2 separate regions of the Bicyclus anynana genome follow, and region 1 is linked to region 2. A link is a contact called in public Hi-C data. All regions are on one chromosome and are shown on one strand. The core of a region is the stretch at or near the end of the contact, and the rest is flanking DNA. Distances in the headings are between cores, read along the strand shown.

The links. Hi-C and Micro-C count contacts between places; a contact is called where the count stands out from the background.
Region 1: a Hi-C map of whole body shows a contact between it and region 2, with 3 times the contacts expected there. The contact joins the promoter of LOC112057903 here to the enhancer-like site in region 2. A contact is called at or near these places in 2 of 2 Hi-C or Micro-C datasets (whole body and whole larva).

What each region holds. Positions count from the first base shown.
Region 1 is chr14:1,507,798-1,512,700 of ilBicAnyn1.1, reverse strand. It overlaps LOC112057903, which reads left to right and starts at 3,125. Exons shown (of 7, transcript XM_052885342.1): 1 at 3,125-3,360; 2 at 3,466-3,617. The coding sequence starts at 3,312. LOC112057902 (kinase suppressor of Ras 2) reads right to left here and starts at 2,975. Exons shown (of 18, transcript XM_052885603.1): 1 at 2,658-2,975; 2 at 754-891; 3 at 57-195. The coding sequence starts at 2,822.
Region 2 is chr14:1,468,737-1,473,583 of ilBicAnyn1.1, reverse strand. LOC112057903 reads left to right here. Exons shown (of 7, transcript XM_052885342.1): 3 at 361-472. Among protein-coding and RNA genes, the nearest start is that of LOC112057919, 27 kb to the right of the region's middle. Within about 2 kb of position 1,628, at least 6 of the 8 cell types and tissues checked have open chromatin away from gene starts, as enhancers often do.

The sequences.
Region 1 (4,903 bases), core at 1,876-4,375, 38 kb before region 2:
AGTCATCTTGTCATTTATTTAAAAAAAAAATATCAAAAATTCTCAATTCAGTTCACCTGTATAAGACTTTAGCCTCTGCATGGCCCGTATGAGCCGCAGCACCTCCTCGTCCCTCGCACCGCGCAGCATCACCCGCATCTCGCAGTCCGACCGCTCCCGCAGAGCTTCCAGTGTCGACACACGGGAGAGCACCACCTGAAACATCATCATTAACATCACACAAGAGCAAACAATCATTAAGACTACTAGGCCTTTTATTTTGTCGTCGATGAGATGTAATGTATGAAATCAAGAGACACGTTGAACACCTTGCTACAAGTTTATACTACATCTGATTGTCACTGTGCATGTCACTGCAGACGCGAGATGGACGCCGTAGTCTGGCCCTACCTTATGTAAGATTGAACGCAATGGGGTTTGTCAATTAGTGGTGAAGAAGTTCTGCAATGGTCCCACAGAGGCCTAGTAATTGCGCATATAGAGCATCAACACTGAGCACTTTCTACCACAGAACAAATATGACAAACCGTGGCATCCTTATGTGGAAATCCAATGAATTCTGAAAATGATATTTCTATTTTGAACATGAAATGAAATGCTTTGAAATGCCCTTCCGGCTGGTCTGTTTTTGTCATCTACAATTTGAACACCTTCAAGGCAAGAGTGAATAGGCATCTTCTACACATCTTGCCTGGATACTGCGCCTTGACCACAAGCTGTCATGAGAAGTGCTACACCATATTGTTATCTCACCTCTATAGCATCAACACTGAGCCCCACAACGTGCAGCCATTGCCGCAAGCTGGGCACGTGTCCGAGCTCACGTTGTATATCTTCTTTGAACTGCGCCTTGATTACTAGCTGTCTTGAAAAGTGTTTCACCAATTTGCTCTGTAAATAAAGTGGACTCATTACTTTTTTTCTATGACCACTGTCTCAGACTACACCATAATCATAGATTTATTTAGCTAGATACTGTATTAGTACAGTGAGGCTTGCAAGAACAGACACACTTTTTCTTTCACAGATATACCTCTTATCTATCCTTTTGTACTTATTACCCCTACACTTCCATCATCTTACTTAAATACTCATCCCCATATACTAACTATAATCCATCTTCCAAAGAGATACCTATGCTTCCTAGGTAGCCTGTCACAGACACAATGTGCAACAAGGACTCATTGTCAGGGACATGTACAGGGAGGATCAACTATTCTGCATAACATGCCTAATGTCACCCCATCAGTGTACAGTCTAAAATGTATGAAAAGTCACTAAGACTATTTGATTTTTAGAATTTGACTTTATTCAACCATTTCAGACTTGAGTTTTACAAAATATTTCTAAATCATCATCATTATCAAACACAACACACATTTGAGACACATGCTATTTAATTTCTTAAAATGCACACAAGTGAAAAGTTGGAGGTGCATGCCCCGGACTGGATTCAAACCCACACCCTACGGAATCAGAGGCAGAGCTCATATCCACTGGGCTATGACAGTTCTTACATATCTGTATTTCTAAATATAAAATTATTTGTAGAAGGAAAATTATATACAAAACTCATTAAAAAAGTTTGTTAGTAACAAATTGACCAGTCAAAACAATTGTTAATTTTTGGTTATACCAAAATTATGTGATATTATCATGAATAAATTTTGGTTTCACAAATATCAACTAGTTAACACAAAAAAATAAATATTATTTTAATATTCAATTGAAAAAAAAACACAGGTCATCAAACAAACACCAAACAATTTTATAAATACAACAATAATTACTATATAATGCATATTTTTTCCTCACCCTAAAATTTATTTTTAATGATTTTCTGTATTTGGTGTAGGCCTGTATATAGTGTACCCTTAAAAAGAACTTCTGTCCTAAATATGTAAATTTATACCCATTGAATTGCAAAATAAGTATTGTGTGTATTATAATTGAAATCAAGAAAGTAGGTGGGTGAAATCACCCCGTGTATGTGGAACTGGGTTTGAAATGTGTAAAACTGCTCTCTAAATATTATAAACTAGCTGATGCCCTACGGTTTCATCCACCCAATACCTGTTTCTGTTATAATATAGGGATAAAGTATAGCCTATGACACACAATAGCATGGCTTAGTGGAAAAAGAATTTTCAAAATCAGTTTAGTGGATCTAGAGATTATCCCCTACAATACCACAAACTTTACCTCTTTATAATATTATTTTTAATTTCTATTATAAATTAAGTTACTACCTATTTCCTATTAACTTTCATTCATTATGTAGGTATTACATTTTCATAATATTCATGAAAGTGGCAGAAAATTTTGAAGTTGAGTTACTCTACTATCGGGAAATATCATAAAGTTTAAAAAAAAATACGTAACATAGTTCGAAATAATGAATCTCGGCAACAAAACTGAAACATCTGTATGTTGAAAACGTTTTATAGTAAAACCGTAGTACACTGGCGTAGCAACCTTCGTGTACGTAAAATAGGGCAGTTTCAGCTCAAGGCTACTGGATATGCGCGCGCTCACACTTTCTACAACGGCAATGAACTGTTACAGAGATCCTTGAAGTTCAGGCCTGGCAAGCAATTCAAGGGCATTATCTTATTTCCATAACACAGTACCCGTATTTCTGACCGCAGCCCTCTTACCTCCAGGGTCCGGATCTCCTGTTGCGTCAGTTCTGCGCTCGTCGAGCATACTGTCCTCAAACCCTCGAGCCTTTTCGCCGAAACGTCTATCATCGACTGCAGTGTCTCTATAGTCTGAATTGCATCACGGATTCTCTTCTTTTCGTTCTCGCTCTCTGCATCCATTACAAATATCACAACACTATACACAATCCGCTAATCACTACTTATAAGTAAAAAACTCTTTATTCATTATAAAAAATAAATATGAATATACAAAACATTGCAGGTATTGTATTGCCGATACAGCGGCCATGTCCGAAGAAAATCTATATTTCTTGTCTATGACAACTTTCTTGTCATAATCGTCTACCGATAGACAAACGTCTGACAGTTGACAGCTGTTTTCACTTTTCTTTGGTAGTTTTTACAATTTTGATAGGGTAACATTAGTTACTGCCACAAAACGTCAAAAAAATCAACAAAAAATTTAGTCTATGATTTAAACCAATGGAGTGAGGACGTTTGTTGTGAGATTTGTTTCCTATTATTTTTGCCTTCCGTCGCTAAATATCTGTGTAATGTAATAAACTAGTTAGAAAAAAATCTTTTTTACTTCACGTGTAAATAGTGATTGTGATTTTTTTCTTAGAGTTTAGATGTAGACACAGTAGCATGTTTCTTAAACGCATATTGGTGCCTCTGCTCTGCCTTGGAATAGAAGGTAAATAAATAACATTGAATTAAATAATAAATAGTTGTTGTATGCACCCGATTTCTTGTTTTATTAAACTTCACGGACGTTGATTATTTTTATTTATGTGCGCAGTTCCGCGAACCTTCGGCGAGGAGGTGGAAATTCGGCAAGTGGAAGCGGACAAGGGAACGAATGTTACGATCCCCTGTGGTGGTCTGCTGGTGATTCCACCTCCCAACGTCCAATGGGTTCATAGAGGCAACCGCACGCACCATGAAGTGTTGGTAAGTTTTCATTTGAAAAACGATCACGTAATTATATCCGTACATATTTATAGCCTTCATTTTTTAGTTGAAAATCTAAAATATAGTTGTGTTCTCGTATATACAACATTTTTTAACTAAAGACAAAATACTTACTATAAAAATAAAGTAAGAACCTATAATTATTAGGTATGATGTGAATAATTTGTTTAAAAACAATAATGAGGCGTTTTTATTATAAAAGCGAGTTGTATTTATTATTGCGCGAACTCATAATAGCCCATTGAAAATTATTGCTTACGCGTTATAAATTACACCATAAAATAGGTATAACATTTTAATAGCTACGTTTTTTTTAATTATTCACTACTAATATTAAACGCAAAAGTTTGTGTGGATGTTTGTTACTCTATAACGCTGCAACTACTGAACCGATTTGGCTGAAATTTCTAACTATTACTTTTCATCACGGAAAAATCCATAGATCCCGAGGGATTTGTAAAAAACTAAATTTTACGCGGACGAAGTCGCGGGTCCGCTAGTTTTAAAATATTATTTTCATTTGCTATGTCTTCGTTCTAAAACAATAAGTCTGAAAATTGAGTTCTCTTGAACTTCTAGCTAAAAAAAATAAACAAGAAAAAACATAATGTACCTACCTATAACATAATCTTCATTATATTATTAGGTATGTTTAGTCACAACTTGTTAAAATAAAGTCATAATAATGCAAACCGCAAGCCAAAGACTTCCTTCTCAGAGAAAATCCATTTTCCTTACTCCCGGTCAAAGAGCCTAATACATTGGTAGATTAACCAAACCAAAGATATCATTACCAAACAGTAGTACAGGCAGACCTTTTCCTATTTTTTTAATTTAATGTTACATACAATTAATTACTTTGAACTTGTGATATGACCTCTTGTTTCAACTCATTGTACAATAGACAATCATGAATCATGAAACATAACTCATTTTTAATTTGTACTATTCAATAGCAATGTGGTTTTACATGATACAACTGTTTAGGGGTTGAATGAAACACAGTAATCCAATGCGACTCGAGTTGCGACGCATCGTAAGAAATGACGAATTTTTAGTAGTGTCGCTTTTTTACACAAATTCGTTTCGCCGTTGTGTTTCAACCCAAACCTGGGGTTATCAGTAGCGGTTTCCCCCACATAGTTCCCGTTTCCATGCGAATACGGGTATAAAATATAGCCTATGACAATCACAAATAACGGTTTTCTAGTAGTAAAAGAATTTTCAAAAACGGTTCTTTAAATCCAGAGTTTACCCCTACCAAC
Region 2 (4,847 bases), core at 379-2,878:
AGATTTATTTACGGTCACTATTCAGAGATTTTGTTTTTACTTTGGGTCTTTGTATTATTAAAATTTCACTCGTTTCCCGTTTACCTAATCGAATTGCCGCGTAAAAATTACACATTCTACTTCCCCGTGGTTCAAAATCACGTTAAAGCTTTCGATCCCGTTGACTTCACTTATCACAGTGATCGTTACAAATTCAAACATTTATCACCCTAAGCTAAGCAATTTTGGAGCATTGAAGCAGCGTGATGGATCTAAGCTATAAAACCGCACTCCTGTGAGAAGGGAGCCTGGGCCATGTAGTGGGCGGTAATGATGAAGACTAAGAAATAGCACCTACTAAGCAAGCTACGTTTGTTACAGCAAGACGGCAGCATAGGACTCACGCGAGTGGGCGTCGACGACGAAGGCCTGTACGAGTGTAGCGTGGAGAACGAGACAGCGTACATCGACAGAGTCAATCTCACAGTCAGAAGTGAGTGCAACACTATTTGTTACAGCAAGACAGCAACGTAGGACTCAGGCGAGTGGGCGTCGACGACGAAGGCCTGTACGAGTGTAGCGTGGAGAACGAGACAGCGTACATCGACAGAGTCAATCTCACAGTCAGAAGTGAGTGCAACACTATTTGTTACAGCAAGACAGCAACGTAGGACTCACGCGAGTAAACGAGTGGTAAAAATTGAATCCTAATACATATGTTTTCTGTGTCCTAAGCTTGGCGAGAAGAATTGATGAATTATTTGCAGTCGTAGACTCTTTTTCAGCTTGGGAAGAAAGTCATATTACTAGAAAAATGTTGAATGTGCAAGTGGAAGGTCATAAGAGGAGAGGTAGGCCAAAGAAGAGATGGTTGGATTGTGTGTAAATGGAGTGGATGATGAGTTGACAAGTAATAGAGACGAATGGAAAAGATTGACATATTTTTCCGACCTCACTTAAGTGGGATTAGGGTAAGGAGATGATGATGATGAGATTCTTTTTCATCTAACAAAAAGATCTAGTTCCGCTTAAAGCAACCCTGTAGGTATTAAAATAGTACAATAGTGTCTAGGTCTATCGCAGGATACAACACATGTAAATGGATAAAATAGATCACAATGTTAAATTACACGTATGAGTATAATAGTGGAAATCACGCAAACATCTGTCATTACATAAGCCATTTGGTCACGGAAAACAATGAATGCATCCAATCCGTTGCGCGTTGATCCGACGCCCGGGAACAATGTGAACTGCGAGAAATTGAACACTTCATACAGGTGTGTTTATGTATGGCGGAATGGAATTTGGCTTGTCATGTGAATAAAGGTCGGCTAACATCAGATGGACTATTTGATCGTTTATTATAAACTTATTGATTCATCAATATCAACCCATATATAGGCTCACTGCTGAGCTCTAGTATCCTCTCAGAATGAGAGATATTTAAAGCACGTAATATTTAATTTCTTAAAACGTACATAACTGAACCTACGCCCTCCGAATCGAATGCCGAGGTCATATCTGGGCTATCACGGCTCTTCAGCAGCCAATGTAGTGCTCAGTTTTAAACCCTGTGCTCAGCACATAATGGTACAGACCTAGATGTAGATACTAGTGCTGAGTGTAGCGAGTGGTCGCTGCTCGCCGTAATGACAGTCATTATGCGGCCTTCGCAGCGCTCGCCCGTCGCGTCTTCATGTACAATGCGGAGCGTAGGGTGACCATTGAACTTGGAAAAACTTAAGCAGATTCCCATTTTTTAATGAAACTTCTTTAGACACTATTAGACCAATGAACTACGCGTGATCATCGCTCTGAGATACATGTTACTCGTATATATAGACGCCGCGCGGTTTCACTCGCGTGGATAGAATATGCTGTAGGCTATCCACTTGTATGTACACGTGGATAGCCTCAGCATTCCTCGATAAATGGGCTATCTAATATGAAAGAATTTTGCAAATCGCACCAGTAGTTTCTGAGATTGGCGCGTTCAAGCAAACAAAAAATTAAACAAACAAACTCTTCAGCTTTATAATATTAGAATAGATAGCAGACGCCACGCGGTATCGCCAACGTAGTTTCCGTTCCCGTAGGAATACGGAGATAAAATATATCTGCACCCGGGGATAGTAAAGCTTCCTAGCTGTGAAAAAATTTTTCGAATCGGTTCAATAGTTTCAGAGTCCATCCAATGCAAACGAACAAAAAATCATTCCTGTTTATAACATTAGTGTAGATATTTAGAATCATAGCAGACGCTCGCGACTTCGTCCGCCCTTAGACCTCCTTAATCCGGCCCTGTCCCAAAATACGGACATCTACTAACTATAAAGGCTTGTTCTGACTACTTTAGCAGTTTAGTCAAGTAGCGTAAATTTTAGCTGCTAAACATGTCTGAAAAGCAAAAATTTAGTCGAGCAGGCTAGTAAACAGTTTGGTCGAGTCAATCCATTTTTATTCTATGACGTTCTATAGGAAAATTTAATTCACACCTAAATTAATATATTTTAAGTATTATGATAAATTAAAAATATCAGTAAGTAGGTATTTTCAAATAATATCCGTCATTTTCATGAATCACGGAGCACCTACTGTGTCGGTATAATGGCGGAGGCAATTGACTAGATCGTCCCTGGTGTCATAGTGGGATTACAATGGACTAAATGACAAATTATTTACTATACAATTGATTTTGCAATATAATGGGATTTGCCTCAATTTTATCGGAAGATTGTTTTCTAATGTCAATCGTAACTCGTTAAGGTACAACGTAGGTTCTATGAGAGGGTTCGTATCATATTAATGAGAAAAGACTTTGTATAAATCATTAAATAATAATTACCTACTTTGATAACTAATTATTATGAGGCATATAAAATGAGCCATGATAGCCCAGTCGATATAACCTCTACCTCCGATTCCGGAGGGTGTATGTTCGAATCCGGTCCGTGGCATGCACCTCCAACTTATCAATTGTGTGCATTTTAAGAAATTAAATATCACGTGTCTCAAACGGTGCAGGAAAACATCGTGAGGAAACCTGCATACCAATCTGCATTGAGCCATCGTGGTGGACTATCCGGGGAAGTACTACCCCCGCCCATATTTCTATCGCCATGCAACATAGCTGTTTTCTGAGGGAATTTAAATTATGTATGTTGGTGTACGATTCAAAACTAGACTTAGTACAGTAGCAGTGGTTTTTGTTTTTAATCGTTTTCCAAAAAGGAGGAGGTTCTATGTTCGGCTGGATGTGAGCTTTTTAGCGATTATATCTACTCGTAACATGGTTATTTCAACCAAATTACCATGGGCCATGAATAATAACGTTTATTGACATCATCACCGTCTACCCACTATTTAACTAACACATCACAAAAGGTAAACTGTTACAAAACGCCTCAAGGCATTAGATGTATACATTTTTTCTTTGCCCGCAAATTAAAAACAAACAAAATTAAGAAACTCGCAATCCACATAGGCGAATTATTGTTCAAGGTCGTTTGCATTATTAACAGCTTTAACATTTCTATGGGTAGACCAAAGAAAGATTGTCAAATGTATAGCTATTTAAAGAACGCCGCCTGCACGAGGCATCTGCCAAAAACTGTTTGAGACAAACGGAGGGTATTTGAGATCCACTCGCGCCTCAAGCTTTACTTGAGATTGACAGCATACTTAAGAGTTAAAACAAAACTGAAGATTCCTCGAACTCTGGTATGTTTAGACGCTTTATTGTTAATAAAGGGATATTAGCCAAGTGGTCACAAGGTTAGGTACTTGCGATTTGGAGTCCATTTAATCTAACCGATTTAGTTTAATGCTTTATTATACTCTACATGGAGAGTTTGTGGGTTCCTGACACCAATTACTTTCTATAGGACCTGCCTCGCGAGAGGTAACATACACAAACTGTAGTTGCAGTTTGTATCTATGTATGCTGACAATTATTAACTTATTGTATGTGATATTCATGGTGAGTCCGACAAATAATTAACGCAAATATAGGGAACCATGATGATGGTACGTTTTTCTTCCAAGCCATCTTCCTGACTTCGGTGCGTCCGATACCAAAAATACCTCATGCACAATTTTAAAATAAACGTTTTTCTTTCAGTTTTTCCGAGCAGGAAAAATGAGACCTCGAACTTCATTCTTCCCAACGCCCTTGCAAGATACTTTTTTTAGAAAATAGTTGGGCAGTATGTTGCATGAAGTTTTTTTCAAACTCAAATACTGCTCTGGTAGTTTTTTATGTTTTGTTGGCGAAATTGCTATTTGTATAATCGTACATTGTTATTAAATAATTACACAAGTACCCTAAACCGCAAATTAACACATTAACCTTCCACACAAAGAGATGGGTGCCATAAGTTTAGTTGATAATGTCTGTAATCCACTGGATGCCGGCGGCTCGAAACTGTGGTGTTTGAAAGTCCATACAAGCAGCTAGAAGCCTATGTTCATCGGCTCATGATGGATGATGATGATGATGATGATGATGATGATGATGATGATGATGATGATGATGATGATGATGGTGATAATGATGATGATGACACATGTAATCTTAAAAAGCCGAGGAACCGATATTACGATTTGATTGTTTTTGTTTGAAAGATAAAACTTCTTAGCTCTGATGTTAGAAACGTAGAATATTTATTTAGTTATTTAATCCATTAACATACGCATTATATCGATGATTTATTCAGACTGAGTTGAGCTATTGAACTATATAGTTTATGAAATTTCAAAGTATTATTTCTATTTTTAAACTCTAAACAAGTATAAGATCACTAAAGCTTACAAACATTAAATCAAAAACTTAGGAAAACCTACAAAGCGAAGTTTGAGGAGCGGAC